Linked DNA regions of Mus musculus: regions 2 and 3 are each linked to region 1. A link is a contact called in public Hi-C and HiChIP or PLAC-seq data. All regions are on one chromosome and are shown on one strand. The core of a region is the stretch at or near the end of the contact, and the rest is flanking DNA. Distances in the headings are between cores, read along the strand shown. Region 1 holds the start of 4933402D24Rik (RIKEN cDNA 4933402D24 gene). Region 2 has its middle 52 kb from the start of Gm36148. Region 3 has its middle 110 kb from the start of Gm36148.

Region 1 (4,027 bases), core at 811-3,310:
GTTTTCCCATTTACATGTCCTTTCCACGTGATAGCCACTGCCATGTTGCAATGTAGCCAGAGGTGCCACTCCAGGGCTGCCACTGTGTTGTTTAGGATTTCAGTTTTTAAAACTATGGCTAAATAAACCTGGTTTCTTTCTAAACTACCCATCCTTAGCTACTTTGTCACAATGCAAAACAAACTAATAAAAATGACTTGTCTACAGTGTCTCTCCCTCAGTGAAATACAGGCCTGGGGTATAGGGCACTGAAGCCAAAACTGCCTTTGTTTCAGACCTGGATGGTGCAACCTGTTAGACTCACTCCCCAGAAGCTGAGCAAAGAAAATTTAGGTTTTTTTTTTTCAAAAACGCTCCCTATGTAGACGACAAAAATAAAGCATTATTTTGGTCTAACAACTGGCTCTGATGGCTACTTCGCAAACATGGAAGGAGCAGGGTGAGACACAAAACTCAGCCTTGAAGCTTGGCTGAAAGCAGTTCCATTTAACAAGCTGGCCAGGCCCTTGGAGTCATGTTCAAAATGCTGTTTTTATTGTTTGTGCTTTTGCTTTTGTAATTAATTAATTGCCACTAATGCTTTTTTTGTTATTTTTTAATAATTAATTAGCAAGCACTGGGAGCAGGCAGCAACTTTTTCATAGATTGCATAAGCACGCAGAGATAAGAAATCGGCATCGTTGCTAGAGTGCGCATTCACGGATTACTGGGCTGCTCACACGAGAATTACACACTAATTCAACTACAATAAAAAATTACACTTGAAGAGCTTATTATATACTATTCCTTCCCCTTCTGAGGAATGTTTGAGCAGCAGCCTAGCACGGCTGCCATGGCAACTATAATGCAAAATTGGCAGTAACTTTATGAATTGCAAATTCCTCTAAGGGTGTTGGGGAATTTTTTTTTCTCCCTTCCATTTTTAACCATCTCATATGCATTATCCCAGCAATATGTTAAACAAGATTTGGGGGAACTCAGCAATTACTTGGAAACAGGCTGTGTTTTAGAGCCTCAAATTCCATTTTTCTAACGAAGGCACGTGTTCACAGGGAACCCCCAGTTTACCTGCTTTTAATGTTCCCTGTTTTTAACTGAGCTCTTAACATACTGATCACCCTCACCTTTTCTGAGGAGGGTCCAGGTATTCTAACAAATGGACTTGCTATATTCCTTCCCAACGTCTGCCCTAGCAGTTCTCTGAAAATGATGAAAGGGGACAGATAGTCTCAGTTTAAAACAAAAAGAAGAAAAACAATAATCTTACAACCGGCCTCCCCCCTCCAAGTAAATTCAGCTGTGATTCTACATTAAAACGGTCACTAAAAGAATGGTCAGTCCTTCTTGTTTTCCTCCCTCAATCCTATCACGCATGAAGAACATGACAACGGGAAGCAGGCAGCACCCAACATGGTTTGCCTGACTCGGGATTTAAACACTTGCAAAGGTAACCCAAACCATGCTGTTCTGCACGGCTAGTGGTCCTCCTCACTTAAGATGACTGGGATTGAGAGGGGAGTCACCCACCCACAGTATCATGTCACCTTCTACCTCTGATTTTTCTACCTCTGATATTTGCCTCGTTCATGTCACAAGTCTGTTGCAAAAATCACATGAGACAATGTGTTTGAATACTGCCATGTCTCATGAAAATATGACAACGCAGAATTCTGATTTTCAATTTTGATACAACTCTTAATAATTAAAAAAAAAAAGCATAAATGGCCTTTATTCTCTGAGTCTAGTACCAGGAAGAAAAGTGATAGTTTGCCAAAAAATAGTTCAGGTCTTGAGAAACCCTCTGAAATGAATGTAGGAACAAAAATATGAATGGAATCCTACTCTATGACAAAAGACATAAATGGTTGCCTCTCCAATTGGAGAGAACTGTCTGTTTGCAACGAGTGACACAGAAAATGACTTTGTGCAGCACATCTCTAAGAGAAGAGTCTTTCGGTGTCGTCTGTACAGGGCACACAGCAGCATTGTGAGAAGATGAGGAATCTGCTGATGCTCTCTGTTCTGTTCTGTTTCATAGCAACCCCCTATGGTCAGTAGAACACTAACTGTCTCCTACCATTAGACAATAGTCTTCAGAAAGGATGTGCCGCAGAACAGCTGATGGACATGAATTATTTTAGACGAGGTAACCAGAGGAATCCAAGAAGCCTTAAGAGACAGGCTCTTGCGTTGCCCTGAAGAATTTCTGGCCCTAGCTTCCTTCTTTCCTGTCTTCATTTAACCAACATTTACTGAAATTAGATTGTTTTCTGCCCCCAGAAAATAAAGGAAAGGAGCCCACAAGGTCTCATTCACAAAAACCTTTCCAACTGACTGGGAGCAGACTGCACAGCCCCCTCCTCACTCCAACAGGGTTATGAGACAGAAAAGACAAAGCACAGAGGGCAAAGGGGAGAATGGAGACGCATCCTGCAAAGTGGTCAATGAGTTGTGTGGTGCAGGAGCATCCTGCGTGATAAACAGATGGTAGGGACACCGCAGAGGAGAAAGCACTTAGAAAGTCCAGAGAGATGAAACCTGAATGCTGTTGAGGGGTCCGTAGATGGGGCACAAGAGGGTAAAGATAGAAGACCAAAGAACCTTTCCAAAGTGCATCCAGGTCCAATTTGACAGTCTGTGTATAGCAGAGAGGATGTATGTATATATATTAATAAGGAGAAAGGATGCTGTTATCAGACCCGGGTTTTAGGAAGGGCCCAGCAGGGATAGCAGATTCTTTCAAACAAGTCTAGTGGTCAGTCACATCATTCATGTGTCTCCTAGGACAGCCTGCTCTCTTCAGCACGGACCTGAAACCCAATTGCCCCCGCAGACTTGAGATGTTTGCTGCAGCTACAGAAAGGAAGTTAGAATCTGCTGTCCTCCACAACTTCCCGAAGAGCAAGGAAAACATTGGAAAACTGTCAGCCCGCTCTCAGAAGGTGAGCGCACAGATTGCAAAGCGTTTCCACCTCTCCAGCTTGGCAGTGATACAAAAATGCGGTCGGTTCCCTTCCCTCCAAGTAACTCACAGCAGATGCTGATGCCCTTAGCCTCTTCCCCAGCTACAGTTCCCAACATCATTTCCTTCCAGAGGTCAGGCATATGGAGCTCATTAAATTCTACACAGCAACATTCAAACCGTGTGAAACTTTTTGTTTGCAGTGCAATTTAATGTTGAGTTTGATTTAAGAGGAACTGCATATTCTTGGTCCTGGGATGGAAGCCTATTCATCCAGAAGTTTAAAGCCTGGTTTAGGATGATGGGTTGGAGAATTGCAGCTTATGTTGAGAATTTTTAAAGGTGGAAGCACGTCCTGTCTTAGAAATTATCTACTCCAGCTTCATCTTTCATAGAGTGGAAAAAACCAAGGTCTGGACCATTCACATGGTAGAGGTAGAGCCTACAAACTGGGTGTCCTCATCCTTGGCCCAACAGCACTGCTATCCTTGACTCCCCATAGATCAACATACAGAAAGAAAAGACAAACAACCTTTCTCATCCAAGGTAAAACTCACTTCAAAATGAAAATGGCCACCCATTTATAATGTGCTAGTTCTCTCATATTCTATTATAAAAATAAGAACATTAAGACTTTTTCTTGAAAACAACTGGCTTCTGATTGCTACAAGACTATAATATATATAATATGTGGAATGTAGTAGCTAGGAATTTAAATAACTTCCTCAGAGTTATGTGGCATAGTAAAGTGGGAGTCTTGGTGTCTTCACCTGTAAATGGGTAAGATGGTTCTCAGAGTTGGATGTTTTGTTTACTTAAACTTTAAGGGAAATGCTTAAAAATCAGTGGCTGTTGTATTTTGAAGGAGTGGGAGGGCTTCAGTCTGCTTAAACAGACTCATCAAATACTCTTCCAACTGCAGCCTAAAACCTCTGAACCCATGAGCAAAAATTAAACATTTGCTACTCTTGTACTCATTATCTCAGGTACTAGGTCATGAGGGAAAAGCTATCACACACACACACACAGAGCCTATGACTGAGTTTTATCAACTTCATTTACTAA
Region 2 (4,027 bases), core at 987-3,486, 690 kb before region 1:
TCAGCTGGAGTCAGATTCTCAGCTCAGGAGCGCAGTCTTGGGCTTTTATTTCGCGGGGGTTGATGGTCTAGGATTTGGGGGTGTTGTGGGGGCATCAAACCTGCCAGCTCAGATTTCTGAGAAGGACTGGTTCTTGAGCTTCTTTTAGCTGTAGAGTCATCCCTCATTGACTTTGAAAAGCCCTTTAACTTCTCCTTGTTTACTGCTGCACTGTTTCTGAGCTGACTTTCTTTTTAACTCCCCTCCTTTCTTCTGCTCTCCTCAGGGCCTGACACAAGCACTCATCAGGGACTAAAAAGAAAAAATCCTTTGAAGCCATCTCTAAACCTGTGGTATGTATTGGTTCTAATAGGCATTAGAACATACATACAGCTTGTTCAAGACACCCATTAAATGATTTTTCACATTTTCTCAATAAAGATAAAGCATAGAAGAAACACTGTTTATTTTCACCCAAGTTTGCTCCTAACTTAGGCTATTGTTCTTCAGTACATGTTACACTGACATGCAGCTGTATATTATTGGGGCCTAATCACCAATTTTAGTATTTTTGCTAAGGATGTACACATTTCTGCAGGTGCCTATTCTGTGTTTACACTTTCTGCGGGGTTTGTTTTGAGGGTCTCATGGTTTAGCCCAGGTTGGTCTTGAACTTGTCCCACTGCTTCAGTCTCCCAAGTAGTTGAGGTTATGGGCATGTATCACTATGCCTGGCCAGTCACAGTTATGTTTAACTCTGGTTGGTAGCATTATACTGTATAGTCATTAATGGGGGAGAGAAGTTGTGCTCTGAGCTCTTAGGGACAACACCAAGACCTCAGAACATAATTACAAGAGTGAAAGGGGACAGTAGCTATAGCTATTTGTAGTAGAATATGTAAAGGCTGGCTCCATAACCTAGTCTTCTCTTTGCGTATAAGGTGCTCAGTCTATTTAACAAAAACATGGGACACTCCAGTGGCACCTGACATCTCTTTTCTACTTAGAGACAAATGTTCTCCTAGCTGATAACTGCATCTCAGCATGACAGGAAGACAGAACGACCTAGGCAGCTTCATTTAGAGAAACGTAATGGATTCCAGGCTCTTTCCTTATCATGTCAGTAGCTCTTGGAGCATGGAGAGTGAAGAGCAGGCTTGAGCAGGATGAAGCATGTGAAAAGCGTCCCAGCCATTTATTAATAATACTATCAGATTTCTTTGTAGGGGGTCAGCACTGTTTTTAAAAAGTCAGTTTAGTGCCCAGACACTTTGGAAGAACTTAGGCACTGAAGATACGGAGGAATGACATTTTTCCCCCTGAGGTTGCTCAATCTGTACAACGGAAGATGTTAAATTGGGAAAGAGTACAAAAGGAGCGTGATGCTCAAGACAAAGGGGGTAGGAGTTCTCCCTGCAAACTAGCCAATGTTTAAAACAAGGTAATAGAGAAGGTGCCAAAACCCAGTCTTGGAGGACTTTATATGCCACGATAAGGTGGCTCACCCAGCTGGAACGTGGGCAATGCGGAATGTTTGAAAGGACAGGTGCACTGGGGACAGGAAGGACTTGGGTTGTCTTCTATCACACTTCCCTTCATTACTGCCCTGTAGATTCATTGCTAATTAATCCAAGATGGTAGCTGGGGAAGAGAAGGAGAGAAATCAGGGGGGAAAGATACATAATCATGACAGCAGAGCAGGAGGGGTAGCTTGGGTCGGTACATAGGTGGGGGCAACTGGCTGGCACAGTCATTTGTATTTAAGAGATGCATACAATTTACGTATCTGTGAGCCAGAGACTCCCTAGAACATAAATTTCCCATGCTCGGCAGCAATTCATCGGTCCTAAACTTCATCTCTTAGTTATTTATGAGTTCGCAGATCTTGAGTAAATGCCAAGCAAGTTTTGTTTTTCTTTCTTCTTTTTTTTTTTTTTTTGGTAAGTTTGGCTTTTCATTTAATAAGTTTATTTTAGAATATTTTCCCCCAGTGACTGAGTTAAATATGAAACCCTCACAATCAAAGGTGATGGGTGTTGACGGTTGGTGGTAAACAAAACACTTGTTCCACTAAGTCACCAACTAATGCAGACTTAATTACAGGATAGTTAAGCAAGGAGAGAATTGCTTCTTCCTTGGATGTCTGAATGTGAGCGTAGCTGTAGCTGTAGCAGATGGCAGTTTGACACATCAACATTTCAAGGGAGTTCACTCAAGTTAAACTATCCGAGAAGTGCTAAAAATATTAAGCCCGACTTACATACTTCTGCTTCTGCTCTGACTGAAAGATTAACGCTGTAGCTGTGCTAACCAGGACACTCCCAGCATCTGAAAGAACAAGTTGATCCCTTTAGCATTTTCAGAACGGCTATTCCAATTATATGCCTTAGAAGTTGCATAAAGACTTCTCTATGCCACAGCTATGATTTAAGAGTGAAGAAGATTTTTGACTTAGCCAGGTGTGGTGCCACATGTCCATAATGTTAGTACTTGGGAGGTTGTGGGTGTGGGTGTGGGTATGGAGTGTGTGTGGGGTGGTGAGTTTGAGACTGGCTCAGGCTCTGTAGAGTGTCTTAAAATTTCTTTTCTTTTCCAACTCTAAGAACACACTACATAATGTTTCAAACCCAACACTGTCTGGAAGATTCTAGATGTCATAGTAGAGTTTAATTTTGGAGTAAGAAATGCTAACTAAAATTAACTAGAAAAAGTCTACTGGAAGATTATTCAAAAGCTACCTATTAGATGATCTTCGAGAAGAAAATAACGACAAGAGGAGAAAACATGATCAATGATTTCATTTAAAAAAGATGGGAACTTGCAGGGAAAAAAATGTAGCAAATCTGTCTAATTTCCAAGTAATTTCTCAAAATAATCCAACCTGTAAATATTATGCAATGTTCTGTTGGTGATACTTATTTCCTTCAGTGTTTTCTTCCTCCTCCCAGTTTCATATTTCTCCCCACAGTCATTCACCAAGACTTCAAAGAGGTGCTTTTCAAAGTCAGTATGGGAGAGAAACAAGCCTGGGTTCAGCTCATGGCAGAGGGATGCAGCTTCTTGGGCTTCAGTGGGGAAGGTGGGTGATTTACTTACGTGATGTGAGTCTGGAGTGGGCTGCCCAGAGTAGCTACTCAGCCTGGGGAAGCCAGTGAAGACTGGCTGCCTTCCTACTTCTCCATGGCTTGTGTGGCTGCCTAACCAGGCTTTGTCCTGTGCCCCAAAGAAATGGATGGAGCAGAGGCCTTCGAGGTGCATCATTAGGCTATTTATTTGAGATCACTCTAATTTTTTTCCTTTTAAACACAAGCATTCTTAGTCATTAACTTTATTCTTAGAATTACTTTAGCCAAATCTCAGAGGTCCTGGTATGTTGTACTTCTCATTTTCATGTGTTTCTAGGATTTTCTTTAAAGCTTTCTTCCAGATTTCTTAATTGAACCATTGTCATTCAACAAAGTATTATTCCATCTCCAAATATTCAGGTAATTTCTATAGTTTCTCAATTGATTTCTAGTATTAGACCACTGTGATCTGATAAGATAGAAAAAATAACTTTGATTCTTTTGTGCTTGTTAATACTTGCTTTGTGATATAGAATGCAGTCTGTTTTACAGAATATTCTATAGGATGCTTAGAGAGTATGTATTTTATATCTGTTTGATGGATGGACTGTATGTATGTGTGTGTGTATGTGTATATGTGTTTGATGGATGGACTCTCTCTCTATATATATAATATGCATATATATATATATATACTGTGTGTATATAAATGTATACATACACACATATACATATATGCATACACATATACACACATATATGTTTTCAGATATATCTGTTAAGTATGTTTGGTCTATGATATAGTATATAGCTATGAAGCTTCTTTTATGACTTTTATTTGGAGTATTAAAGTCATCTATTATTTTAGCATGACCTGTCAGACCTTTTATATCTATTGGTCTTTGCTTTATTAAATTGGGTGTTCCAGCATTTGGTGCACATCCAGTTGTTTAGTCTTTTAGGTGGGTTGATCTCTTTATTAG
Region 3 (4,027 bases), core at 764-3,263, 640 kb before region 1:
CCCCACCCCACGACTCGCAGTAGCACCGTGCCTGGAGAGTTCTTGACTGAACCAAGGAAGGCCTGCATCTGTCTGAGATGCTGGTGAGACTGAGCTTGTTTCCTCATGACAGACCGGTCTGAAAATAAGAGTAAAGAGCAAAGCTACAGCAAATCTTTGTCTTGTTCTTCTTGGTGTCTGTAAGAAGCACTTGCTGAATTTATCCTGATTGATTTATCACTATTTCTGTCTCATTGTTCTCCTGTCCCTCAGCCCCACCATTCTACACTAGAGAACCTTCAAAAGACCCTCCCAGTGGCATGAGGATGTCTTGCATAAGATCATGTGGAAGACAAACTGAATCATCACTGAGTGTTTCCCCTAAACATTTTTTTTTCTCCTATGAATACCAGTTTGAAGTCCTTGGGCCAAGTTGGTAGGTCTCCCTTTTTTCTTCTTTTATAATAAGTGCCATCTGATGAAGGTCTTTAAAGCTTGATGAACTAAGACTTTTGGTAAGTCCATGTCATTGGCCCCCAGACCTAACGATAGAGGTTTCCGGATCGCAGTAATGATGGGAAGTTGAGTGACCTTGAGGGCTAAGACCAAGCTCCAGTGAAGATTAAAGGTTGACTGAACTATGTTTTTCTTTAGGCTCCTCTGGGATAAGGGGTGGGGGAGGGGGAGGGTAAAATGGAAGCATCATATTTTGGAGGCGACAAGAAATCCTCATAATGGAATTGGGAAATGGGATAAGGAAGAAGAGGAGGCTAACAAAGATTACATTACCCAGATGTTCTTATTCATTCTTCCTAGACTCTCTGGGAGAGAGGGTAAGACACAAGTCAGGGGCTGGAGAGGTGGCTCAGTGTTTAAGAGCACTTACTGTACCTCTAGAGGCCCTGTGTTCAATTTTTAGCACCCATATGGTAGCTCACATTATCTGTAACTCCAGTTCTAGGGGATCATGTATGGCACCAGGCATATACATGGTACACATAAATGTGCATGCAGGCAAAATACCCATGCCCATAAAATAAAATAAATAAGTCTTTAAAAGTCCAAAACAAAACCCATACATAGCTCAGGCTTATTCCAACTCAGAGGTGAGAAAGAAGAAATGTTTGTTTGTTTTTTTCTTTTGTGAGACAGAGTCTTTGTACATTTCTGAGGCTAACCTAAGACTCAAGTAGTACAGGCTCACCTTGAAGATCCTCTTGCTTCAGTGTCCTGAGTGCTGCAATTATAGGTATGTATCACCACACCTGGCTGGAGCTGGGCTATTTGGTTGCACAATCCCTCTGCCTGCTGCAGAACATCCATCCATCCATCCGAAGTGGGCTCTCGTAGTCAGAGAAGCAGCAGAGCCAAGAACCATAGGTATTCACAGTTAGCATGCTTTCTTGCTTAAGGAGGAGTGGGAGGGGAGGGGACACTGCCCTAACCTGTTACAGTGGGAGAGTGGGAGGTGGAGTAGCCAGCCGGTCAGATGTGCAAAGAAGCCATCTTTCAGGGTTTCCCTCTTAGTGTGTTAATAAAGAGTATCTCCAGGCAAGAGAAAACAGTGGGAAGCCAGCAAGTGGGAACTTTAGAACAGCCAGTTTTTCTATAAATTCTGCAAGTTAACTGGTAGCTACCCTTGGTGTGGTTTGAGAATTTTTTTTTTTTTAATTTTTATCTTTTGCAAGAGCAGAGGTACCTGATCGACAGATAGCCTCAAAGAAATCTGATTGCACAATACACTTTGAAATTATCTGTTGTGGACTCTTTCTTTTCTCTTTCTCTCTTTTTTTTTTTTTTTTCTTCACAAACCCAAGAATCCTTTAGCTAATTCTTTTCCCAGTGAAGGAGCCAATCAATGTTCTTTCAGGGGAGAAAATTACTAGAGAGCCTAGTATGTGTTTTGATGCCCTAATGAGGCACTATGAATTATCCAACCCAAACCAATTAAGTCTCAGCCCAGCTAGAAGGCTACAGAGGAGATGAGGAGACAGCATGCATTTAGGGCAGAATTAACGGCTTCCATAGCCTGGAAACAGGCTTGGGGGGAAGCCAGACCTTGGAGGAGCTCTGCTGTCCTGAGAGTTGGCAGCCAAAATGTGTTCTAGCCCAACATGAATGCTGACACATTTGCTTCTTTGGCCTTAAATTTTTTAAAATGTCTGTAAAACATAAAATATGTTTTGAACATTACATAAGACTATTAAGAGAGAGCAGATCTTGAGAACATGGTATGTCAGAGACAATAAAATAAGTGAAATGAACTGCTACTGACTGGAGACTTGACCTTGGGCCAGTTGCTCAGTCCTTTCATGTCAATCAAATAGGAAATTATAGCTCAATAATGTGGTTTTGGATTGCAGCTCAATAAGCAAGCTCTAATCTCTTGGTTATGCCTTACTGTACCACGGGAAACCAAGCGCTTATTTTCATTTTAATGGGATCTCTTCCAGTGGGCTGTGACTTTCTGAGGCATGCAGCACAATGCTTGGCTTGGTGTAGGAACTCAGGAACATTGAATAGATTGTAGAGCGAATAGTTATTCATATACTATAAGCCCAGAGGTAGCTGAATATGTGCACTATCAGCCCAAAGAACTGCCTAAATGCAATGGATTCTATTGACTTTTTATACAGTACGTGTATGATATGAAAATATATAAAAAGGGCAGGGGAGTTGGCTCAGTCAGTAAACTGTTTGCTGTGCAAGCTGGAGGGCCTTTTTGGATGTCAGAATTCAAGGTAAGAAAGGCCAGGTACATGGGTGTACAGCTCGAATCCCAAAGTGGGAGGGAGGCACAGTCCCTGAGGCTTGCTGGCCAGCCAGACTAGAAGAATCAGCAAGCTCCATTGTCTCGAAATATAAAGCAGAGTGACTACTGATGTTGACCATGTTCATATACACAAAACTACATAAAGTGATTGGTGCAGATTATGGAGAAAGGACAGCAGATTTGAACTGGTGAGGCTTGTGTGTGATGAGAACCACAACACAGGCTCTGGAGTCAGGTAGTACAAGGCTGGAGTCTTGGCTCTGCTCTCTCGTTAGGGAGCTTTATGTACTTGGCTGTAAGTTACTTCCCTTTCCTGGTCTTCAGCTGCTTCTTTTGGATTTTGTAATTTTCAGCAAAGACCATATAACCTAGAAACCTCCAAGAAGCTTTGAGAAACTGTGTGAGTGTAGCAGCACTCAGCCAAAGCTGGCCACTGGCATCCAAAAGTCTAGAGTGACGTGCAAAAGTTCTCTATCAAGTTCTCTTTAGGTCTCTTATGCCAGCTTTTGATGAATATCCAAGCAACATTTTATTTCACATACCCCTTTCCTGCCTTTATGATCCACCCCTCTATGTCCTGGCTCCATTTGCAATATACAAGGTTTTTTTTTGTTGTTTGTTTGTTTGTTTTTGTTTTGTTTTGTTTTCGAGACAGGGTTTCTCTGTGTAGCCCTGGCTGTCCTGGGACTCACTCTGTAGACCAGGCTGGCCTCGAACTCAGAAATCCACCTGCCTCTGCCTCTCTGCCTCTGCCTCTGCCTCTGCCTCTGCCTCTGCCTCTGCCTCTGCCTCTGCCTCTGCCTCTGCCTCTGCCTCTGCCTCTGCCTCTGCCTCTGCCTCTGCCAAGTGCTGTGTTATTACAAGTTTTGTCCAAGGTTGGAGAACCCCTTGCCCCATCTTCATTTTAGCAGGTGAAAATGGGGGGACATTGGGAAAGATGCAGATGCTGACTCTTCACTTCTCCATGGCTTAAGCATGAAGATTCTAGATTCTTCTAAGGAGAGCATCTGTAGGACAAACTTTTGTCTTTTTTGCGGCTTCTTGTAATATCACTTTGAGTAACTGAGATGAAGTCATCTCCTGGTGAGGGTAGGAAGGGATAAGGGGATAGAGAGATGAGTCATTTTCTGCTGCTTATATAGTAAGATAGTACGTGTCATTTGGGTTTCTGGTATGTCACACAGTAGGTTCTCAAGTCAGAGTGCTTCATGGTGTCAGATAGTGACCTCAGGACATTTCTTATCTCTACTTGCTTTCCCACCTAAAAGCTCTGTC

The links. A called contact is a pair of places that touch in the nucleus more often than the background predicts. HiChIP or PLAC-seq counts read pairs in DNA pulled down with a chosen protein or histone mark.
Region 2: a contact with region 1 is called in a Hi-C map of cortical neurons, with 4 times the contacts expected there. The contact joins the enhancer-like site here to the promoter of 4933402D24Rik in region 1. A contact is called at or near these places in 15 of 39 promoter capture datasets (the C10 cell line, the HPC-7 cell line, cranial neural crest and 10 more), 24 of 484 Hi-C or Micro-C datasets (DN2 thymocytes, the G1E-ER4 cell line, LSK cells and 12 more), 3 of 115 datasets of contacts at active chromatin or transcription factors (the NIH/3T3 cell line, embryonic basal ganglia and stem cell-derived neural progenitor cells) and 2 of 9 other capture datasets (adipose tissue and macrophages).
Region 3: a contact with region 1 is called in an H3K4me3 HiChIP or PLAC-seq map of embryonic basal ganglia, with 6 times the contacts expected there. The contact joins the enhancer-like site here to the promoter of 4933402D24Rik in region 1. A contact is called at or near these places in 12 of 39 promoter capture datasets (the C10 cell line, the HPC-7 cell line, cranial neural crest and 7 more), 1 of 15 datasets of contacts at CTCF or cohesin (large pre-B cells), 2 of 484 Hi-C or Micro-C datasets (bone marrow-derived macrophages and cerebral cortex), 3 of 115 datasets of contacts at active chromatin or transcription factors (embryonic basal ganglia, embryonic stem cells and large pre-B cells) and 2 of 9 other capture datasets (embryonic stem cells and macrophages).

The regions. Positions count from the first base shown.
Region 1 is chr1:63,767,300-63,771,326 of GRCm38.p6, reverse strand. 4933402D24Rik (RIKEN cDNA 4933402D24 gene) reads left to right here and starts at 2,060. Exons shown (of 3, transcript NM_001256158.1): 1 at 2,060-2,146; 2 at 2,785-2,942. The coding sequence starts at 2,122.
Region 2 is chr1:64,462,335-64,466,361 of GRCm38.p6, reverse strand. No RefSeq gene overlaps it. Among named protein-coding and RNA genes, the nearest start is that of Gm36148, 52 kb to the left of the region's middle. Within about 2 kb of position 2,236, at least 6 of the 459 cell types and tissues checked have an H3K27ac peak or open chromatin away from gene starts, as enhancers often do. A contact at or near this core is called in cortical neurons, where this site is marked.
Region 3 is chr1:64,407,362-64,411,388 of GRCm38.p6, reverse strand. No RefSeq gene overlaps it. Among named protein-coding and RNA genes, the nearest start is that of Gm36148, 110 kb to the left of the region's middle. Within about 2 kb of position 2,013, at least 23 of the 459 cell types and tissues checked have an H3K27ac peak or open chromatin away from gene starts, as enhancers often do. A contact at or near this core is called in embryonic basal ganglia, where this site is marked.